Linked DNA regions of Mus musculus: region 1 is linked to region 2. Evidence: chromatin contacts called from public Micro-C data. All regions are on one chromosome and are shown on one strand. Each heading gives the region's core, a stretch centred on a gene start, on an enhancer-like site or on the middle of the called end of the contact. The rest is flanking DNA. Distances are from core to core; before and after follow the strand shown. Region 1 has its middle 12 kb from the start of Msc. Region 2 holds the start of Trpa1 (transient receptor potential cation channel, subfamily A, member 1).

The links. Hi-C and Micro-C count contacts between places; a contact is called where the count stands out from the background.
Region 1: a contact with region 2 is called in a Micro-C map of embryonic stem cells, with 3 times the contacts expected there. The contact joins the enhancer-like site here to the promoter of Trpa1 in region 2. A contact is called at or near these places in 8 of 39 promoter capture datasets (the C10 cell line, cranial neural crest, embryonic stem cells and 2 more), 5 of 484 Hi-C or Micro-C datasets (CD8 T cells, Th1 cells and embryonic stem cells) and 2 of 115 datasets of contacts at active chromatin or transcription factors (both in embryonic stem cells).

The regions. Positions count from the first base shown.
Region 1 is chr1:14,741,725-14,745,936 of GRCm38.p6, reverse strand. No RefSeq gene overlaps it. Among named protein-coding and RNA genes, the nearest start is that of Msc, 12 kb to the left of the region's middle. Within about 2 kb of position 2,241, at least 10 of the 459 cell types and tissues checked have an H3K27ac peak or open chromatin away from gene starts, as enhancers often do. A contact at or near this core is called in embryonic stem cells and trophoblast stem cells, where this site is marked.
Region 2 is chr1:14,916,441-14,921,074 of GRCm38.p6, reverse strand. Trpa1 (transient receptor potential cation channel, subfamily A, member 1) reads left to right here and starts at 2,213. Exons shown (of 26, transcript NM_001348288.1): 1 at 2,213-2,350. The coding sequence starts at 2,240.

The sequences.
Region 1 (4,212 bases), core at 992-3,491, 180 kb after region 2:
TGTAAAGTAAAATGAAATTGTGACATTTGTAGAACAACATCTGGAGCTAGAAATCATAGTGTTAGGCAAAATGAGCAGATTCGGAATGACAAGACAGCAGTTTTTCCACTCAAATGTGGGGCCTAGGTTTAAATTTCTATACATATATTAAATGGGTGGAGGAAGAAATCAAAAAGAGGAGAAAGGAATATTGTGTATTATGAAAGCAGAAAGGAGGACTCTTCAGAGGGAGGGAGTGGACTCACAAGAGGCAGTGCAGACAGTAGGAAAGGTGAGAGAAATGTATACAGATGTATATGTATGGATATGTTGCGAAAAGAATTGCTTCATATGTTAACTAAAAAGATTGGTTATGTATCATTTTTGAACTTGTAAAACTGCTTTTTTAAAAATTAGATATTTTCTTTATTTACATTTCAAACATTATCCCCTCCCCCCCCCCTTCCCCTGCTCACCTACCCACCCACTTCCCTGTCTTGTATTCCCCCAACACTGGGGTTTAGAGCCTTCACAGGACCAAGTACCTCTCCTCCTATTAATGTCCAAAAAGGACATTCTCTGCTACTTATGCAGCTGGAGCCACAGGTCCCTCCATGGCCCTCTTTGGTTGGTGGTTTAATCCCTGGAAGCACTGGGGGTACTGGTTCATTCATATTGTTGTTTCTCCTATGGGGATGCAGACCTCTTCAGCTCCTTGGGTCCTTTCTCTAGCTCCTACATTGGGGACCTTATGCTCAGTCCAATGGTTGGCTGAGAGCATCCACCTCTGTATTTGTCAGGCACTGGCAAACTAAGTGTTATTACTCTTTGATATGATCTTTCTCTTTCCTTCACAAGATGATGTTGATTTTCAGAATTTCTTAGCTTTGAAGCACCTGACATAGTTATCACAGGACCTAGAAATGTGCACAGTCAGGTGTTAGCACTTGGCATGAGCTCTATTTTCTATCTAACTACTTGAAAGATTTCTTGGATGGAAAAAGAACTGATTGAGAGTATAGGCAGTAAAAGAAAAAAAGCTTCAAAATCAGAAGAGATGTTCTGAGCCCTATGAGAATATCTCACAGTTATTATCATACCTTTTAATCACACACAAGATATAGCAATATGTCTCTGATTATCTTCATTTACACATAGGAAAGCTGAGGCTCACAGACATTAGGAATGTGCCAATGGCTACCCAGGGTAAATGGTAGTCATAGCTTAAACCTGTCTCTTCTAATTCAGAACTCCATTGTATCTCCAAAGGATTGTTTGCCAGGGTGTATAGAGATGGGGACAACGGCCACTCAGGCCAAGCTTACTTTAAGTGTTAACTTGAACTTCACCTTGGATGTGAACTAAGAACAGTAGATGAGTTGTAGAAATACATAAATACATCTAGCTTAAAGAGTTTAAAATAGAATGGAGTCCAGAATGTGAGTCAGAGCTCTCTTGCTCTCTTTCTCTCTCTCTCTCTGTGGGGAGATGCTAGTCAAAGCTACCTAGGAAAGACTTGTGAGTCTAAGCAAATATTTTTAGTTTGTTGTCTTCATTTTCTGCTGATATGGACAGTTTAAGTCACATACTCTCTCTGTGGTTACTGGAAGGAAGAGGTCCAACTTCATGAAGGATTTTGTGAAGACTCCTGGAGAACCCAGCATAGGCAGAAAGTGGCCAACCTGAAGATGGGAGCCAAGCTACTGAAAGGAAGAAAGGAAGGCAGAGCCAGTTAAAGCCTACCTGGGCAACCCTGCTGTGACTAGAACAGTCAGCTAATTTTGTATGTAGGAGTTGTTTAAATGAGTTTCAGATAAAGACTCTCTCTCTCTCTCCTCTCTCTCTCTCCTCTCTCTCTCTCCTCTCTCTTCCTTCCTCTCCCTTCCTTCCTTCCTTCCTTCCTTCCTTTCTCTTCCTTTTATTAGATATTTTCTTTATTTACATTTCAAATGTTATTCCCTTTCCAGGTCTCCTCTCCAGAGACCTGCTACATCCACTCCAGTAGTGACTCGCGTGGCAGGCCTAGAAAACTGGACACAGTCCTGAGGCGAAAAATTCATGGAAACGTAGTCTCCTGGAACTGTGGCATACCATATAACAAATGAGCCAAACTTTTCCTTACGAATGGATCTGTGTGCTTTCTTTCAGTATTGTTTTGTTATAGGTGCCTCCAAGCAATGACTTGCCATATACCTAAGCAAAATCGAACTTTGCTTCCTGGCCTTCACCAATGCCCTAGGTAGTCCTTGAGCCAACCCTGGGCTTGGAATTCAGTAAGAATGTTGCCTATTCAGTGACATTCAGAATTGCCTGTAGTATTATAAGAGAAATAGTGAAAAGAAATCAGGCATTACTATCTACTACATAGAGTTAGAAATCTCAGGGCAAGCTGAGCAAAGTAAGTTTAGAATTCTTATTATATTGTAGTATATGGCAGACTACACTACTTATTAGGAGAAAGTCCCCCCACACAATCACTTAGAATAATAGCCAAGTTACTCCCATATGCAAGAATTTACAATGACCTAGGAAGAAGGAAGGTTGTGGTCTAAGAAGGAACTAGAGTAAGTACTTAGAACTATAGATAGCTGAGTTACACCCATACACAGGAATTTACAATGGCCTAGGGGGGAGGTGGACTATACAATAGACTAGAATTGGAACTAAGGCAAGGGTGTGAAGCCCTTGACCCTGGCTGCTAAGATTAAACTGACCTTAGGTGGGGCTGCTTTTGAACAATTGGTTCCTGTTAGCTTTTAGTATGCAGTCTTCTGTTTTGTTGTAAAAGTAATTTTGCATCAGATAACTTCAATGTACCTTGGATGGCCTTAATGTATCACTTAACTTCTCTGTTTTCTGTAATATATAAGACTGATGCTCACTTTGACAAATTGCATCCAGATACAGCACTCCTTTGTGTCTGTTTGTCACTCTTTTCATCGCCAACTCCTTGCCCACCTGTCTGGAACCCTAATTTCTCCTGCAGATTGAGGGGGGCCGACTGGTTTACGGCAGAAACCCCTTTCCCCTCCTCTATCCCCCTGCATCTATGAGGATGCTCCCCCCACCCCGGCCCACTCTTGCCTTCCTGCTCAGGCCTTCCCCTACACTGTGGCATCGAACACCGACAGGCCCAAGGGCATCTCCTTCCACTGATGTCCAACAAGGCCACCCTCTGCAATATATGTGGCTGGAGCCCTGGGTCCCTCCATGTGTACTTTTTGGTTGGTGGTCCAGTCCCCAGGAGCTCTGGGGGAGGGGGCTTCTGGCCAGTTGACATTGTTGCTCCCCACATAGTTCTGCAACCCCCTCCCCTCAGTTCCTTCAGTCCCTTCTCCAACTCCGCCATGGGGGAATCACTCACTCAGTCCAATGGTTGGCTGAGAACATCCATCTTTGTATTTGTCAGACTCTGACAGAGCCTCTCATGAGATAGCCATATCAGGCTCCTGTCAGCAAGCACTTGTTGGCATCCACAATCGTGTCTGATATGGTAACTGTATATGGGATGAATCCCCAGGTGGGGCGGTCTCTGGATGGCCTTTTCTTCAGTCTCTGCTCCACACTTTGTCTTCCTATTTCCTCTTGTGAGTATTTTGTTCCCCCTTTGTTCTAAGAAGCACTGAATCACCTATACTTTGGTCTTCCTTCTTCTTGAGCTTCATATGGTCTGTGAATTTTATCTTGGGTATTAACTTTTGGGCTAATATCCACTTATTAGTGAGTGCATACCATGTGTGTTCTTTTGTGATTGGGTTATCTCACTCAGGACGATGTTTTCAAGTTCCACACATTTGTCTGCAAACTTCATGAAGTCATTGTTTTTAATAGCTGAGTAGCATTCCATTGTGTAAATGTACCACATTTTCTGTACCCATTTCTCTGCTGTGGGACATCTGGGGTTTTTTTTCCAGCTTCTGGGTATTATAAATATGGCTGCTATGAACATGGTGGAGCATGTGTCCTTATTATATGTTGGAGCATCTTCTGGGTATATGGTATATCTGGGTCCTCAGGTAGTAGTATGTCCAATTTTCTGAGGAACCGCCAAACTGATTTCTAGAGTGGTTATACCAGCTTGCAATCCCACCAGCATGGAGTAGTGTCCCTCTTTCTCCACATCCTTGCCAGCATCTGCTGTCACCAGAGTTTTTGATCTTAGCCATTCTGACTGGAGTGAGGTGGAATCTCAGGGATGTTTTGATTTGCATTTCCCTGATAACTAAGGATGTT
Region 2 (4,634 bases), core at 964-3,463:
TCTGACTGCATTATACATCTTAAAAAGTTCAGTGTTTTGTAGGAAAAAAAAAACCAAACCATTTATGAAAAAGACTTCTTTTGTTGGCGAGGCAGGAAATAATGTAACAATTAGCAAGAAATAGCTATAGAAATTTCCTATTGAAAAGGGCACAAATTGGTGAAGTACTGCAGGAGATAGAGGGAAAATTAATGTGCATTTCGATTTCTGTGCTTTCATAGCAGATAGAAGGATATGGCCAGTCCTACAAAGTTAGCCATCTATTTTTCAGTACTAAACCAGTACAGGACAAGCTGGTAAGGACCCACACTTTGGAGTAACCTGCGGCTGGTAAACATTTTCCCAGCCCCACTCTGTGGTTGCTGTTCCCTGACTCCACATTCTTCTCTGAATTCAAAGCCCTCTATTGCCCCAGCTCCCCTTAACTTAAAAACAGAGGAAACCACTGTGATGCATTCCTTTGTTCTCTTTGGGAGAAAGCCACTAATCACAGTCTTTCACAGCCCAGACATTCTCGGTCTTCCAGTGAGTGCGATTGCTATACATAACCTTTCCTTTCTTCAGTTAGATTTCTCATAGGAATTACTCCAAACACCTCCTTTACAGGGAGCCCATCTCTCTCATGCTACCTGTTAGTGTGAAGAAAGTTGAGAGTGGTAAACTTCAATATCTGCATTCTCCACTCAAATTTTCCAGCTGTCTCCTCTCAGGTACTGGTGTTACACTCAACATCATCCCCACTGCAGGGCTTCCATTGGTCACAGCTTACTGTATCAATAAGATTTGTACAGCAGGCCTTTTCATGATTCCTCGGTGTCAATCAGCACATTAGACTCATTCCTAAATTCAGCCCGATGTAATTCAATTCTCCACGCTTTCCTGGATGCAGCCCAGTGTTGTGTCCCTGTTTTTTGTGGGTTTTAGGGTTTGGTGGTGGTGATCTGTGTTACGTGTGAATCGAATACTCTAGAACCTTAAAATGGCTCAGTTTGGTAAACCAAAATTCTGTTCTTTGCAAACTCAACCCATTTGCGATCTCGCCAAGGACAAACAGCAGCCGCAGTTGCACAGACTCCCTGTGCTGTGTCTAGCCTCATGGCTAGCTGCAGGACTATTGGATGGAGCAGAATACCCTTCTTTGTCCATGGTATACACCTATGCTGTGGAGATGTGAATTCAGGGCAGACTCAGAAAGATAAAGCCCTCAAACAATGCTACCAACAAACCCTCCGCAGATAAACTGCAGCTTCTATTTAACCTGCTATTTTATTAACCATAATGAAAAAACAACCATTTTATTAACTATCTTAAACGTCAAGGCTTAAGGCAGATGAATGCTTTTATCTACAGGAAATGCGGTCTGAGATACAAAGCGACTCAGGCTAGTCTCAATTCTAAGAGGTATTCACTTCATCCTGACAACTGGGAAGAGAAAATTTGCTGAAAATCATACTTCTGATAATTCAAGAGCACCCTCACCCTAACCTCCCGGGAGGTGGGCAGGGGCGGAACAGCCCTAGGGATTTTGTCTTATTGAGCCAATCTCATGTAGTCCAGGCTGAACTCAAACTTGCCACGCAGTCCAGGATGACCTTGGATTTCAGATCTTCCTAGCCCCACGTCCCAAGTACAGGCTTACAGCCTGTTGGATTGCTCGCGGGATCACACTATTATGCCTGGTTTTATGTAATGGAGATGGTGCGCAGGACTTCCTGAAGGTTGGGTAAGCACTTCACAGACTGAGCTATATTCCCAGTCGAACTTCTGGACGTCCAAATGGGGGAAGATTTTACTAAAAATTGCAGATTATATTCTCTCGCCCTACCCCGACCTTTCTCTCTTGTCCACTCCTGCCTCCCTGGCCACTATGAGGGGTTGTTTTTATTTTAATAAATTTGCTGAATCTGCCTCAATTTGCAATTGCTCTGTGATTTCCCTAAAGGGGAGAGTCTGGGGCAGATGCCCACTAGGTTCGTTTTTTTTTTTTTTTTTTTTTTTTTTTTTTTTTTTTTTTGTCTCCAGAGCCCCGCCTGCTACTTCCTCTACAAGTAGCCCAGGCTCGGAAAACTCTTTGCAAAAGTTCCCTCCTACCCTGCAGGCAGAATGGGGCTATAGCTGCAGGGATCTCTCCAGCAGAGCTTAGTTGTAGGTCCCAAGTCCGGCTGCAGCTTCCGGTGCCCTGTCCCTAGGTGCCGCCTTGTGGAGAGCTGCTGCGCCAGCCGGCGTCCAGGTGGAGTCAATGAAGCGCGGCTTGAGGAGGATTCTGCTCCCGGAGGAAAGGAAGGAGGTCCAGGGCGTTGTCTATCGCGGCGTCGGGGAAGACATGGACTGCTCCAAGGAATCCTTTAAGGTACTGGGGAATCGGTGGTCTGGAGCATGCTGGGGCATTGTGAAAGGTGGGAGGCTGGAAATTTCCTTTCGTTCAGTATTCTGCTGCTTTCACACTCAAGTTTATGAAGCACGGAACATGGAAATGGCAGGAGACAGTATCAGGGTACACAGCACCTGTAACTGCTAGCTGTGGTCCTCTATTTTGCTTTCTTGTTTGCATAACTCCATCTTGCCAGGGGATGGATTGGTGCCAGAGAAGATGTTCCCCTGAAGTACTTTTGAAGTTTTACAGAATTGAAATCCATAAAGCCAGGATAAATTTGGAGTGCGTGAAGTCCCTTTTCAACGTTTAAGTAGATTTTTCGTTTGAGCTGAAGTGGAACTGCTGCAGCTGAGAATCTGGTACTCAGCGATCCAACAAGTGTGTTGGGATGGAGAAGCATTTTTATCTAAAAGTGAAAAAGAGAACTCAGCACTTCAAATTGGAGACAAGGAGGCAAGCCCTGCAGCGAGTCCTATTGGGGACTCCACAAGGAGATACCTAGTGAGAAAGGGAGGTCCCGCTGTGATGGGGGCTTCTAGCTCTCAGTTCTCTGGATGTTCTGACCTATTAGAAAGTTGCACTCACTATTTGATGCTGATACTGCGGCCACTCTGAAGGGTAGAGGCAGGCTATTGGACGCCTAGAAAATCATTAGCCTTGAGATAGTAAGAAAGGAAGGGCTTTTATGAAATGGCAAGGTACTATTAACTATGGCTTCTCAATCCCCTCTGACGATTCTTCTGCACCACGGAACCATGTTAACCTTATTTTTTTGCGGGGGGGGGGGAGGAAAACGAAATGCTTGTACAAGCACAAACTTTTATAGAGCTTTCTTTAACTTGCAAAGATATGAGCTTACAGAGCTCTTGCTTTGATTCACACATGAAGTAAATTATTAGAATACATTTCAATTCAGTACTTGGAATTTACCTCTTTTTTAAAATAACCGCTTCACAGCATTTCATTATGTGGACTACATCATGATTTATTTAACTACCTATGTACTGATACACACTTAGGTCATTTTTGTTTGTTGGTTGTGTTCTCTATTTTATTTAGCTTCGATGTTTTTAATCTATGACTGTAAATGTGCTCTCAGTTTGGCTGTCTATTGGTAGCTTGGTCCAGAGCAAGAGGTGAGAGGTAAGCATAGCTTTAGGTCTGGCAGACATTATCCAACTGCTTTCTATGTAGATACCACTGCGAATGTGAGTCAAATGCATCCTACCTCACACAAACCTGTACCCCCCCCCCCACCAGATTTAACACAGGTGTCTGTCCCACGTCAGCTTAGCATATTAACCATGGCGTTTGCTGTAGTAGGAAGAACCACATGATGACTGAATTTCAATACTAGGATGAAATCGTTATAATTAATGTGGGACAGAAAGAAATTTCTTAAAATTTTTTTCAAATCTCAATTTGAAAAAAAAATCCCTCATGTAAGTTGTTTTATACAAATTTGTGGAAGAAACTTTAGTATCTTTAGTTTTATCGATTAAGTCAAGAAATTAACTCAAGTTAATACCTTTTAATAGTATTTTGGGATTTAACTATACTTTTATCTTGGTTCTCTTTCCTTTTGGATCTTATTCTGATTAGACAAATTTTATTCAAGCAAACTAAAGCAGATCGGTCTGAAGTCTCTAATTTGAAGGGCTTAATTTAGAACTAACTTCTCTAAAAATGATCTAGAGCCTGTTGTCTTGAATATAATCACAGAACTCAGAATTCAAGAGCTTAGGGATTATTCAGATCAGAAGCTACTAAACTGACTGAATTTATGTGTTTAGGGTTAAATATGTAAAATAGAAAGGTTTTACATATTTTACACATTACACCAGAGGGTTAAATATGTAAAATAGAAAGAAATAATGAAACCACATGGCAGTTCTGGAATAGCACTGATATTAAGATGAATTTTTAGTGTGCTTTCCAGATTTGAAAATCTGCATATATATAAATAAATATATACATACATATATACATTCCATCACAAAACCCAAAATGAAAGTATACGACAAGGCAATAATTTACCTATGGACATATCAGGCCTGTCTTAAGATATTTTCTTAATGTCAGGTTCTGAACAGAGGCAGTGTAACACCTTTTATGAGCCGTGTGACATGTTTGCAGCCTGTTTTATCACCATGAAGTCAGTAGTATCATCTGCACTTCTGAACCTAGTCCTTCCTCTAGAGAGTGTGGAGGGTTTATGTCAACTACCTATCCTTGAACAGACGTGTAAACTGCTCTGTTG